2 separate regions of the Rattus norvegicus genome follow, and region 2 is linked to region 1. A link is a contact called in public Hi-C data. All regions are on one chromosome and are shown on one strand. Each heading gives the region's core, a stretch centred on a gene start, on an enhancer-like site or on the middle of the called end of the contact. The rest is flanking DNA. Distances are from core to core; before and after follow the strand shown. Region 1 has its middle 300 kb from the start of Ube2e2. Region 2 overlaps LOC120096911 (a long non-coding RNA gene).

Region 1 (7,180 bases), core at 1,672-4,171:
GCATAAGCTAGAAAAAGAATTTCACCCCTAATGAACTTCTCCCAACAGCCAGACCCCCTCCCAAAGGCTCCAGAGCCTCCCAAAGCAGTGCCACCCATTTATTCACAACATGAACCTAGGGTGAGGGTCCTTCAGATGAAGAAGAAGAAGAAAAAGAAGAAGAAGGAGGAGGAGGAGGAGGAGGAGGAGGAGGACGAGGACGAGGAGGATGAGGAGGACGAGGAGGACGAGGAGGAGGAGGAGGAGGAGGATAATAAAATGTCATTCTCATCCCTTGTGACAACACAGATCAGAGAACCCAAGAACCACCTGTATTATCACACAACAATGAAGGAGAAACATCAAGTCACTTCATCCAGCATTTTATTAATGTAAAAAGCAGGGGTTGGATGGGCACCACTAGGACAGGTTGATCTTTGTTCCACAGTGCCTGGAGTCTCAACTAGAAGGACCCCAGTTAACTTAGTTACCATGATAACTGAGTCTGTGTGGAAGCATCCCAAAAGGAGCAGCCAAATAGTGCTAGAGAGCTGGGGACTACAGGTGGCCTGAGATTCTCTACCTTCAGACGCTGTGGACAACATTTCTGCTATTCTTGTTGTATCAGAGCTACAAGACACCCAGCCACGTTTGAAGAGAAGGGACTCAGACTTAACACCTCTGCTGAAGTGACAGAAAAGAAGCCATGGCCACATTCTTCAATTATTGATTATACCATCTCAAGGGCTGTGTGGCATGTTTTAGGGTCTAACTATAGTATTGAGATCATCCACTTTCTCCTGCTCAGGGTGTCCATGAATGATGAAGTAGAAATCATAACAGGTAGAGTTCTACAGGATACTGGTCTATCTGAGAGTAAATCCTGGGGGCAAGAAAATGGGGCAAGAAGATGGAGAAGGCCTTCTCCAGTGATCTTAGTATTACAGCTATTTCAGGCAAAGGCCTTCTCCAATAATCTTCAATGAAACAAACAGCTCTCTGAATCTATCTTAGCTTGTACACATTTCCTTATTTGGGGTGTGCTTCTATGCATACACTTTATTCAGGGTGAACCAAAGGTTATATAGTTTGGGGGAATGGGGTAGAATATCCAGGGTGGGCAAAGGGCATTGGCTGAAGGTTAAGATACTGAGATGCTTCATTAGCATGGGGAGGCATTCAAGGAATCTCGGGTGTGGGGCTGCATGACATTCCTCAGGTAGGTACTGTGGGTTATAGGATACCCCAGGGAGAAAAGGAGAAGCCCCTCTGACAAAGGGAGTTTACCAGTTTGCACCGAGCTCAAGGCTTTCCAGTGATATCAGACTTCAACCTTAGCAGCAGGGTTTTCTGACACTACTGGACCTCGAGACATCACAGGTGGCAGATGCATAATTGTTTATGGACATGCTGGTGCCCACTCAAGCCTAGCCAGTTTGTGTAAGCACGTAGTAGGTGAATATATATTATAATCAGAAACAACTGAGCTCATAGTATCTCTCATGGCCACAGATCCAATATGGACAAAAAAAAATACAAAGGCATCAGCATTTTCTTGATAATAATACATCTCCACTTGCAAAGACAGCTAGGAAAGTCAGAGCAAAAGTTGACAGTTACTGTTCTATGAATAAGAATATAGGCTCATAAACTAGAACCACAAGTGCACAGTACATAATTTAGAGTTAAGTTGTTGAAGAAATAGAAGCAGGTATTGAATATATAGTGGAAATAAAATATAATTATAAGTTATAAAATGTAATCTAATATCTTCAGGGGTATCCTATCTATATTTGAGCTTATATTGTATTGTTTAAAATAAAAATAACCCCCCCAAAAAGAATATAGGCTCAGATATTTGAATACTTGGTCCCCAGTTGGTGGCACTGTTTGGTGAAGTGTTTGGCTTTGCTGGAGAAACGAGGGGCAGGCTTTGCAAGTTCATAGGTTCACCCAGTTCCAGTTTAAGATCTCTGCTTTTGCTTGTGGTTGACACGTGATCTCTCAGCTCCCTACTCCTGCCAGCATGCCCGCTGTTTTCTGCCATACACAAATAAGTATAATTGAAAATAAAAATAACATTTTTTCTAATGAACAAAAAAAGTAACTGGAGGAGGAATGCACAGAAACCTACGAAAGACAAACTTTGAAGTCCCACTTTATGTAATGACTCCCAACTTGGGATGGCTGCAGACTGCAAGCTAGACAAGCCATTTTTGCTTTATGAAAATAAGGAAACAAGCTGAGCTTTCTGTGCCAATTCTTTAAGCCTGCCTCAAGTCTGGAACTCTGGGCATGATGTTCTTTGAAATGGCAGCCATGAGGGCTTGTGAAAATGCAAATTCCGTGTGCAGAAGTGAGGAGAGGCTTTCCAACCACACCTCCATGCATCTTCAAATATCAAATAAGCCAGACAAAAGAGATGGTCAAGCTTTTGAACATTCTGAGAGATCATAGACAGTTGGGGCCAAAGGAAGAAAAAAGTTAGTTCCACTCCACAAAGAAAAATATATCTGTCCCATAATTTATGGAAAACAAAAGTCACCCAAGCCAAGATCTCCTGGCTCTGTTGTTTCATCTAATTAAATGATTATAGGAGCCTCAGAAGTTCATGTATCCTGCCAAGTGACCTTGTTCCCACGGCCTGCTCTACACAGAGTTTGGAGGAACAGGATACTTGAGAAAAACATTGCATTTTGTTCTTTCTTTCTTTCTTTGTTTCTTTCTTTCTCTCTTTCTTTCTTTTTACCATCAGCATTGAATTCTACCAGGTATTTATTTATTTACATTCCAAAGTTGTTCTGGTCCTCCCTCACAGAGTCCCTTCCCCTATCTCCTTCTCCCATCCCCTTCTCTTCTGAGAGGGTTGCCCCCCCACCCTGGGTTAGTCCACCCACCCTGGCACATCAAATCTCTGCCAGAATAGGCACATCCTTTCTCACTGAGACCACACACAACAGCCATGGAGACTGAAATGCATGTCTGCTTATATATGTTGGGGGCCTTGTTCCAGCTATGTTTGTTCTGTGCTTGGTAGCTAAGTCCCTGAGAGCTCCCAGGGATCCAAGTTAATTAACCCTGTGAGGGTTCCCCCTTCCCTTCAGGGTCTTCAATTTCCCCCCAACACTTCCATAATTGTCCCTGACCTCTGGCCAGTGTTTGGCTGCGGGTTTCAGAGGACAGAATGTTAGGCTCCTGTTTTTGCCCATAACAGAGTGTCATTAATAATGTCAGGGATTGGTGCTTGCCTATGGGACAGGTTTCCAGTTGGGCTGGCACAGTTTTTGGTTGGCCTTTCCCTCAGTCTCTGCTCCACCCCTGCATTTCTTTTAGACAGGATAAATTTGGGGGTGAAAGCTTTCCGGGTAATTTGGTGTCCTTACCCCTCCACTGGGGGGTCCTGCCTTACTATAGGAGGTGACTTTTTCAGGTTCCATGTTCCCATTGTTAGGCTTCTTGGCTACGGTCACCAGCATTGACTCCTGGGAACCTCCCCTATCCCAGGTCTCTGGGACATACTGGAGATTCTCCCACCCAGCTCCCCATGCCCAGAAGATAGATTCCCATTCATTCTTCTGGTGATCTAGGCACCTCTCCTCTCTCCACAACTGACCCCACCTCTCCACTCAGTCTCTTCCCTCCTTCTGCCATAGCCTGGGGGGGACTAGTTTGTTCCCCCTTCTAAGTGTAACTCAAGCATCCTTGCTTTGCCCTTCCTAATTCTTTAGCCTCTTTGGGTCTGTGGGGTGTACCATAGGTATTCTGTACTTTATAGTTAATATCCACTTATCCCTTTGCTCCACATCCTCTCTAACATGTGCTGTTGCTTGAGTTTTTGATTTTAGCCATTCCGATTGGTAGAAGGTGAAATGTCAGGATCATTTTAATTTGCATTTCCCTGATGACTACGGATGTTGAGCATTTCTTTAAGTGCTTCTCAGCCATTCAAAATTCTTCAGTTGAAAATTCTGTTTATCCCTATGCCCCCCCTTTAAAGATTTTTTTATTGGATACTTTATTTACATTTCAGATGTTATTCCCTTTCCCAGTTCCCCGTCCATAAACTCCCTAGCCCATCTCCCCTCCCCCTTCTCCTATGAGGGTGTTCCCCCACCCAACCACCCACCCCTTCCTACCTTCTTGCCATGACATTCCCCTACACTAGGGGATCCAGCCTTGGCAGGACCAAGGGTTTCTCCTCCCATTGGTGCGCAACAAGGCCATCCTGTGCTCCATATGCAGCTGGAGCCATGGGTCTGTCCATGTGTACTCTCTAGATGGTGGTTTAGTCCCTGAGAGCTCTGCCTGGTTGTATCTTATAGGGTTGCAAACTTCTTCAGCTCTTTCAATCCCTTCTCTAAGTCCTCCAGTGGGGACCCCGTTCTCAGTTCAATGGTTGACTGTGAGCATTCGCCTCTGTATTAATTGTATTATTTTGTTTGTTCAGGATTAACTTCTTGAGTTTTTTATATTAGCCCTCTGTCAGATGTAGAGTTAGTGAAGATCTTTACCCAGTATACAGGCTGCTTTTTTTTATCCTGTTGACAATATCCTTTGCCTTACAGAAGTATTTCAATTTCATGAGGTCCCATTTGTCAATTGTTGATTTATGACTTGGGCCATTGGTGTTCTATTTAGGAAATTGTCCCCTGTATCAGTGTGTTCAACGCTATTTCCCACTTTTTCTTCTGTTAAATTTAATGTATCTAGTTTTATGTTGAGGTTGTTGATCCACTTGGACTTGAGTTTTCTTCAGGGTAATAAATGTGGATCTATTTGCATTCGTCTATACATGCAGACATCCACTTAGATCAGCAGCATTTGTTGACAATGCTTTCTTTTTTCCATTATATGGTTTTGGCTTCTTTGTTGAAAATCAAGTACCTATAGGTGTGTGGGTTTATGTATGGATCTTTGATTCAATTCCACTGATCAATCTGTCTGTTTCTGTACCAATACTGTGAAGTTTTTAATCACTATTGCTCAGTAGTTCAGCTTAAGGTCAGGGACAATGAATCCTATAGAGAATCTTTTTCGTTCAGGATTGTTTTGACTATCCTGGATTTGTTTTGTTTGCTTGTTTTTTGTTTGTTTTACCCTGTGAAATTGAGACTTGCTTTTTGAAAATCTGTAAAACATTGTGTTGGAATTTTGATGGGGGTTGCATTAAATCTGTAGATTGCTTTTTTTTACTATGTTAATCCTACTGATCCATGAGTATGGGAAATCTTTCCATCTTCTGATATCTTCTTCAATTTCTGTCTTCAGGGACTTGAAGTTCTTCTCATACAAAACTTTTTATTTGCTTGGTTAGAGTTACACTAAGATATTTTATATTATTCATGGCTATTATGAAGAGGGTTGCTTCCCTAATTTCTTTCTCTGAGCACTCATTTGTATAAAGGAAGGCTACTGATTCTCTGAATTAATACAGACACTTTGCTGAAGTTGTTTATCAGCTGTTTTGGGTAGAATTTGTAGGATTTTTGGTAGAATTTTGGAGGTCATTTATGTATACTATCACATTCATTGTTTCACTGTTTAGTTTCAGGTTCGTACCTGTACATTAGTGAGAGTGAGGACTTGAAGTCCGTCATTATTATTGTATTGTATTGTATTGTATTGTATTGTATTGTATTGTATTGTATTGTATTGTATTGTATTGTATGTGTGCTTTGAGCATTAGTAAAGATTCTTTTATAAATATGGGTGCCCTTGGATTTGGGGCATAAATATTCAGAATTGAGACATCATCTAGTTGGATTTTTCTTTTGATGTGTCCTTTCTCATCTCTTTTGACAACTTTTGGTTGAAAGTCTACTTTATTCGACATTAGAATAGCTACTCCGTCTTGTTTCTTGGGACTGTTTGCTTAGAAAACCTTCTTCTAGCCCTTTACTCTGTGGTAGAATCTTTCTTTGTTGCTGAGGTATGATTCTTGTATACAGCAGAATGATGGATCCTATTTATATATCCAATCTATTAGCCTGTGTCCTTTTATTGGTGAATCGAATCCATTGATGTCCAGCATATTAATGGCCAATGGTTGTTAGTTTCTGTTATTTTGTTGTTGGAATTGTTACTCTGTGTGTGTAATATTATTTTCTTTTGGTTTTGCTGTGAGATCATTAGTTTCTTGTGTTTTCTTAGGTGTAGTTAACTTCCTTCTAGTATCCTCTGTAGGGCTAGATTAGTAGAAAGATATTATTTAAATTTGGTTTGGTCATAGAATATCTTAATTTCTTCATCTATGGTGATTGAGAATTTTGCTGGGTATACTGGTCTGGACTAGCATCCTGTGGTCTTTTAGGGTCTGCAAGACAGATGTCCAGGATCTTCTGGCTTTGAGAGTTTCTGTTGTGAAGTCAGGTGTAATTCTGGTAGGTCTGCCTTTGTGTATTACTAGGTCTTTTCCCCTTGCAGCTTTTAATATTTTTTTCATTCTGTAAACTTATTGATTTGATTATTATGTGGTAGGAGGATTTTCTTTTCTGCTTTAATCTATTTGGTATTCTGTAAGTTTCTTGTACTTTTATAGCCATCTCTTTCTTTAGGTTAGGGGAGTTTTCTTCTATGATTTTGTTGAAGATGTTTTCTGGCCCTTTAACTGGGAATTCTCATCCTCTTCTATTCCTATTATTCTTAGGTTTAGTCTTTTCAGTGTCACAAATTTCCTGGGTGTTTTGAGTTAGGAACTTTTTACATTTGTCATTTTCTTTGATCCATGTAACCATTTCTTCCATGATATCTTCTACACCTGAGAGTCTCTCTTCCATCTCTTGTTTTCTGTTGGTGATGCTTGCATGTGTAATTCCTGTTCCCTTTCCTAGGTTTTCCATCTCCATGGTTGTCTCCATGTTTGTTTTCTTTATTGCTTCTATTTCCAGTTTTAGGTCTTAGACCATTTTATTCATCTCCTTTGCCTGTTTATTGCATTTTCCTGTATTTCTTTAAGGTATTTTATTTATACCTTCTTTAGAGGGCTCTGTCATCATCATGAGATAGGATTGAAGGTCACAATCTTGCTCTTCAACTATGCTAGGATACCCAGTGCTTGCTTTAACAAAAGAATTGTATTTTGATGGCACTATATTGCATTGGCTTCTGTTGATTATGTCTTGCACTTGCCATTAGACATCTGGTTGTCTTTACTGGTGGATGGCCCGGGTGTCCCTGATTGGAACCAGCCTCCAGGGAAGGA
Region 2 (7,138 bases), core at 257-2,756, 620 kb after region 1:
CAAGCTGTGAATTAATTTTTCTAAAAATCGATATAAATCTAACAGAGCACTTCGAATTTCCGTCCACAGAACTTCCAGGTTTTTTTTTTCTATAACCTAAGTGTGTAGCATGTAGATATGACTACAGTCTGAAGACGGTTTTGATAATTTTGTCCATTCCATGTCCCTACGTGTCTCAGCCATAGGTGACTGGGCAGCTGTCTCATAATGCTTATAGCAACCTGCCAGATGTTTACAGGAACGTTCTAGAAAACTATAGAATGCTAAAATGTAATCTCTGGGGAAACCGAGGTGAGGAAAATATTCACTGTTTTTTTCCCCTAGAGTTCAGTATCAGGAACTAGTTTTAGATAGAAAAGTAAACTCCGGTTCTTGTCTGGAGAGGTGGCCCAGTGTCTAAGAGAGGGCACTACATTGCCCAGGACCCACATCAAGATAGCTCATAACTATGCATTGTAACTCCAGTTCCAGGCCACCTAATGCCTTCATCTGGCCTCACCTCATTAAAATTAGGAAGCAGACAGGAAGGGGCTTCCAGGAAGACCCTCAAGGACTCAGTTCCTCCATTTAGACTCTGCTTCCTAACAGCCAGTTGGTCTGTGAATCCCTCAGTGGATTGATCACTGTACTCGGTTGAGACTCCTGTGATTGAGTCACTGCTCAATAGTGCCACCCTCTGGGGCTTGTTTCTTTAACGCATGAGCCTTGGGGACTGTAGGAACTTCACGCCCAAAACCAACAGAGACAGAAGCTGTGTGGTGTAATCTCTGAAGAGACCGATTCACTTGCCCAAGTTCAAGAAGGGAGTGATGTAGTCTAAAAACTTCAGGAAGCATTCGTCTCTCGAAAATCCAAAGGAAAGACTGTACTCCCCTGAGAGGAACTGGGGAGAGACTAGGTGAGTTTGCTGATGGGGGAGGCTGACCCACGTCTCCCTCAAAACCTATACACTGACATCCTAGTCTGCAGAACGACAGGCTGTAACTGTGTCCCGGAGATGAGGCTTTAAAGAGGTAATTAAGTTAAAACGAGGTTGTTGGGGTGGGGCCTAGCCCAATCTGACTGGGGTCCTAATAAGAAAATGGGATGAGGACAGAGAGATGGCCCCAGGACTAGGCAGCCTGAGAGCAGCCATCTGGGAAGCAAGGTCAGTGAGCTTGGAGGAAACTAGCCCATCGAGGTGCCTTGGACTGGCAGCCTCCAGGATGGTGAATAAAGCTCTCAAGTTAAAGTCCCTGGCCCTTGGTGTCACGTAATGGCAACTGGCAGAGACTAATCTGGAGTGGCAAGGCCTGAGGCAAGACTGAGTGAGCAGAGCTCACAGGGAGACCTGGTAGGAAGCACCAAGTGGACTGTGCAGGGGCTGCTAACTCAGAGATGTCCAGAACTGGGTGTGAACCCAGTTTGTGCCTGGGTTCTGGGCCCAGAAGTCAGATGCACAAGAAAGGCCACAAGAAAGCTGGAGACAGCTTCAAGCTCGGTCTGATGAGTCATCTACATTTTTATGAAAACAGTGATTCGTTTTCGATGACTGCAAATCAACCGCCCAGGGGCTGGAGAGAAGTCCAGCTGCTAAGAACACTTGCTGCTCTTCCTCGGGATCCCAGTTTGCTTCCCAACACCCAGACCAGGCGCTCACAACCACCTTCAGTCCCACGTGACCCCACACCCTTTTCTGGCCTCCTTGGGCACTGCATGCACATGGTACATTTAACACACATCCAGGCAAAACACTCATACACATAAACTAAAAATAAACTTTTTTTTTTTTTAAATCCAAAGACTCTACTCTAAAGCTAAGCTAGAGCTTTGGCTTCTGTAAAAAAACTAGAAGAGCCCTGTGAGCTTCCTCAGAGGTCAGGAGCCAGGACTGACTTCTCCATTTTGTAAGTACAATGCAAACACGTGACATCACACTATGAACTGCAGGTGAGAAAGGCAAGCAAGGCCTACGCAAGCATCTCTTTGAAATTTAGGGGTTGAAAGGCTTTACAGTCATGTGTATCCTGCCATTACAATACAAGGGGTGTGATTCACCCGCTGACTTTGTTGGTAGCGATTTATGGTGGAAGAAGTTACATAATTAGCCATACCCAGCAGCCCTGGAAGCTTCCAATATCCCAGAAAGAGCCTTTAAAGGGCTTTTGTGATCTTAAGCTGGTTTTTTTTTTTTTTTATAGTTGTTTCTATTTCCAGAAGACATTGGAAATAGCTTTAAGTATATGTGTGTGCTCAATGTCTAACACTCAGATACACACGGCAGCTAAGTCTCTCCTTCAGTGCAAAGGAAACTTGCTGTAATTCGAACTTCGAACAAGAGAGCCTCTGTTACTCTTGCTGGGGGGCGGGGGAGGGGGGTCTTGGTTGTAGTTCTAGGCCTTGGAGAAACAACACTCCCAGTTGTTCATGTTCTTCACACAGGATGCCTGAGACAGAATTAGCAACAACAATTACTGTTCAGATCTGGCTTGCCTTTTTTTTTTCCTTCCAAGGCGCTTTGCATATTTTATGGAGAAGTCTCAGTTGAATTAAAAGACTGAGGAAGCTGGAGTCTCTTCCTAGGCCTGAGGAGCTTCTGTTAGAGAAGTCTGGGGCCAGTTGCTCACACCAAAACTTCACTGGAACTTAGTAGTGTCCGGCAGGCCAGGCTTCAAACAATACCCCCAAGTCTTTGATTCCTCTTATCTCAAATTCTTTAGCTGGCAGCGCTAAGAAATTATATCACTATCTTGTAATTGCACACACACACACACACACACACACACACACATACATGCACACAAGCAGCACATACACATACATGCACACAAGCAACACACACACACACACACACACACACACACACACTGCTCTTCTGATGTTCTGGAGGTGGGGCAGGGGAGGGGAGGAGACCTCACCCTCACTTTCTATGCCTTCCTGGATCAATACCCTTGATCCACTTTGCCCCTGATTTCCTGCAGGCATCCTCTCTGGGGCCTGCTTTTTTCCCTCTGGCCAGCTAGTGCAATATCTATCAAGGATGTGGTAATACTGATCATCTGTCATCCGTCTGCCACCTTCTGGAAGTCCTGCCTTGTTCTATTGAAGACAGGAATCCACCAGGCAGGGCTAGGCACTGCTGTCTGCCTGCAGTCATAGAATTTTAAGGGGAGCATTTATAGAGGCCTCACTATGCTGAGGTGTGTGTGTGTGTGTGTGTGTGTGTGTGTGTGTGTGTGTGTAGTTACCTCCCCAAACTGTCACCTCTATATATACCAGGGCACTTACAGATCAGGAAACTAGGGCTCACATTTACACCCAGTCACAGGGCAGCAAAGAGCAGCACTGACTACTGAACCCAGGCAACCTGAGCCTTGCAGGCTTAAAGGCATTCGTGTATTAACAAGAATTGCTTATGCATTTAGTTACGCAAGCCCCACCCTGTTCCAGAAAGGATTTCCCGTGGTTCTCAAAAACACCTGAAGATCAGTGTAAGATTAGCAGAGTGAGTCAGGACAACGGGACTTGAGGACAAGAAGGACGAAATAGCCCAGCAGAGGCCTGGGGTGAAGGAAGAGGCTGTGCTCAGCTCACCAGTGCCTCTGTGCTACTTGGCCTCTTCAGGGAGTTTGCTGTCGGCAGTGCGGACTCCCGTATCCTACATCGGACAGTATTTATTCGAGTCTGACTCTAAAGACAAGTGTCCTCTTCTCTGTCCTCTTCTCTGGGGAGGGAGAGGAGCTCCATGGCTGAGCCCTGTTGGCAAAGGTTTCTCTGCAAGGTAGGGCTGAGTCTTTAAAAGGCCCTACTTCCTGGGGCAGGGTAGCCCCTCTCAGAGCTTACTCAGCTGCTGAGCTGTAAGGCTCTGCCCTGAATGGGGTAGGGAACGCTGTGGAAGACGCCAAGGTCCTTCAGCTGTTTCAGGCAGGCACAGTCAATTCAGTAGGAGGCAGGTTTTTTCCAGGCAAGTAATTGGTGGAATGCTTGCCTTGCATGTGTAAGGGTCCACCAAAATCGGAAAGGACACTCGTGGGCTAGCTTCTTTGGCTCCAGATCTTTTTTTTCCCCCAGAAAAAAAGGTGTATGCTCTATACCCTAACTAACTTATATCTATTTTTTAAATAGAGGTTCAAACAACAACAAAAAATGAGTGAATATATGGTTTTAGACTTTGAAATCGCAACTAATAACTCCCTTTCTCAAAGCTTTTCTAGTGTATAGATAGGAGGTCAGGGACCGTGTCTGTTGGGAGAGAAACTGATTTCAAATAACAGAAACTGGCAACCCACATGGCGGGATGGATTCAGGTGTCTCAAAAATGCAGATGACAGGACAAGATGAGACGTGCACTTTGCTGTCAGCTTGCTTGTAGGCTCTAGAAAGGGACAACGGGGGTAGCCTGCAGACATGATGCTAGAAGAGGGAGCAGTGGAAGGTCTGGGGTTCGGGGTTGGGGGGTAGACCTGGTTAGGGTTTCAAATCTCAGCCGGTGCCTGGACAGAACACACCCAGCCACCATGGTTCTACGTGGAGAGATTTAATGAGAGAAGAGTAGAAGAGCGGAAAGGCGGCCGGCCATGGGCCTGTGGAGTGGGGAAGGGGGCAAGAGCATCGAAGAACAAAGAGCAAGAGAGAAGTAAGAGGGTAAGAGAGGGCAAGCAGCCCCTTTTATAGTGTCAGGCACAGCTGGCTGTTGCCAGGCAACTGTGGGGCGGAGCATACCTGGCTGTTCCCAGGTAGCTGTGAGGGCGGAGCTTAGGCAGAATACCAACAGACTTCACTCTCTCTGCCTTCCTGATCAGGCCATGGACTCCGGAACAGGGCCAGAGCTGACAGGGTTTCCCATCACAAGGAAGGGGCCTGCAGCGGAGGGAGCTAGGCATCAGCGTCGGCATCAGTATGCTATGAGTCTTCCAGGAGTGGACCCCAGCAGTGCTCCGGATGGCATCACGAGGGATGAACCACGGTCAGGTTCGACCTTCCATAGCGATGGAATGGGTCCTCATTAGGTATGTGTTTAGTGGCCCCAAGGCCAGGGTCACCCACTTTCCACATGCTTCCAAGGCCCAGGAGCCACCCTAGCCATTATATCTCCTGCCACGGGGAGAAAAGTAGAGTGGTCATGTCCATCAGACAACAGACCTTTCAGAAGCCTCTCGGAAATCATTTCTCATGTCTCACTCACCAGAACTTGGTCGTGCCGGAAAGTGGCTTAGGGAGAAGGAACCAGGAAAGGTGTTGAGTTGGGCGTAACACCGGTACACCACCTGATGCTACCACTGAGCCCTGAAGAAGGCTAGTGGGTGTCTCCAGCCCACAGAGATGCTACACTGAACAGCTAAACCTGTCTTCATATGCTATGCTTTAACAGGATCTCTGGACGTGCAGCGTGGAAGTCTCTAGAAAGCTTCCTCTAGGTCATCTTGGTACAGCATACCACACAAGTTAGAGAGTTTACACTTCCCCTCTCATGAGTGTATTTATATTTTCCAGGAAGAGCTAAAACTATGGACTTGGAAGGAAAGAGACTCAAGTTGTTTGCCCACTGTGCCAGTACATTTATTTTGTGTGTGCTTGTGTGTGCGTGCGCGCGCACGTGCGCACGTGCACGTGTGCACGCGTGCGTGTGTGTTTGAGTGCAGGTGCCTGAAGAGGCAAGAAGAGTGTGTCAGATCCCCTCGATCGCAGTTACAGCTGTTTATGGGTGGCTGTGAGCTGCTCAGCATTGCTTGGCAACCAAACCCAGGTCTTCTGCAAAGCCAGTCACCACTCTAATCAACTGTGCTATCTCGCTAGCCCCACATTTTGTTTTTAAAAGAACTCTTTAAATGGAGTTTATTTGGGCCGGATATGAATGGCCCTGACCCAGGAATGTGGATTTACACTCCCCTGAGTGATGTGTTCCTTCCCCAGGACCCTGTGTACAAGGTGGGTGCTAGTTTAAGCACTTAGGTTGGTCTGTCCGTTCCTGCTCTACTCCTCCCCCTTGTGGCAGCCACAGTTGTGGCAGGTGTTTGGGGGAGTGTCTTGGGTGGTCCTGATGAGGCTGAACAATGAAGGTGATCTCATTCTCTTGGCAGTCACTGGTGTGAAAACAGGCTGTGAGCTGGCTCACTGAGATTCAAAGGGAAGGTTGCTGGGGCTTCTGGGAAATTCTCGTCTTTGGTTAGAGAGAAACCCTGGGAGTGACTCGTTTCTACCTTCAGCAGATGTGAACAAGAAAGTCAGCAATGCTGATTGTTTCCCACTGCCATCCTGTGACCCTGAAGGGTGACTCTGTAAGGAAGCTGACTCTCTGGGCTGCAGCCTACAGTCAGAATGCGATCCTAGAAAACATTGCCAGGACGCTAGATGAACTGCCCCAAGTCTACAAATGTGCAAATGCCCAGATATACCAGCCCCTGCTTCACTACTGCATGTATGTAGTGTACCATGTGTGTGCTTGGTACCCACAAGAAGGCCAAAGAGCTTTGGATCCCCTGAATCTGGAACTATGAAGGGCTGTGAGCCCATATGTATGCTGAGAACTAACAGAACCCAGGCCCTCTGCAAGAGCAGCAAGTGAACTTATCCGATAAACCATCCTGCAGGCGGTATTGGTGTTTCTGCTACACTGAAAACATCCTAGCTGCCCCAGCCAGGTGCACTGCCCTTTCAAGAAAGCAGGAGGACGGAGGAGACATGCTGTGCCTGGGACACAGACTGTTGCCTCCATACCCTGGAAGAGCTAATTCGTGGATTTCCAGATTGTAAGAAGAGCTCAGACACATGGCAGTTATTCCGAAGCTGGCTTTTGGGCTTGTCACACTTCCTGCGAGTTTGGGGCTGGGCTCTTTCCTGGGTAGCAGTGTCTTCTGGAAGCTCAGAAGACTTCACAATCATGCTAAGTGTCAAAGCACACTTATCACCAAGGTCAGGGCAACATTAAGACTTTTCTTCATGTTTAATGCGGGCAGTGGTGATGATAGAGGATAAGACAGATATATAGCAGATAGAGGCTTTTGGTTTTCTATCATCACACTGGGAAAAGTTCCCTACCTTATTGTGGGTGAGGAGGCAATGGGTCCCCAGTGGCTTTTTATGCTGTGGATAAAATGCCTTAGAAATACAGCAGCAGAGAGAACAAATGCCAAAGACCTTTTTTAGAACAGTTTTACAA

The links. A called contact is a pair of places that touch in the nucleus more often than the background predicts.
Region 2: a contact with region 1 is called in a Hi-C map of frontal cortex, with 2.3 times the contacts expected there. The contact joins two enhancer-like sites.

What each region holds. Positions count from the first base shown.
Region 1 is chr15:9,107,365-9,114,544 of GRCr8, forward strand. No RefSeq gene overlaps it. Among named protein-coding and RNA genes, the nearest start is that of Ube2e2, 300 kb to the right of the region's middle. Within about 2 kb of position 2,922, at least 2 of the 93 cell types and tissues checked have an H3K27ac peak or open chromatin away from gene starts, as enhancers often do.
Region 2 is chr15:9,725,290-9,732,427 of GRCr8, forward strand. It overlaps LOC120096911 (a long non-coding RNA gene), which reads left to right. Exons shown (of 2, transcript XR_005493832.2): 1 at 1-898; 2 at 4,782-7,138. Among named protein-coding and RNA genes, the nearest start is that of Trnas-aga36, 88 kb to the right of the region's middle. Within about 2 kb of position 1,507, at least 14 of the 93 cell types and tissues checked have an H3K27ac peak or open chromatin away from gene starts, as enhancers often do.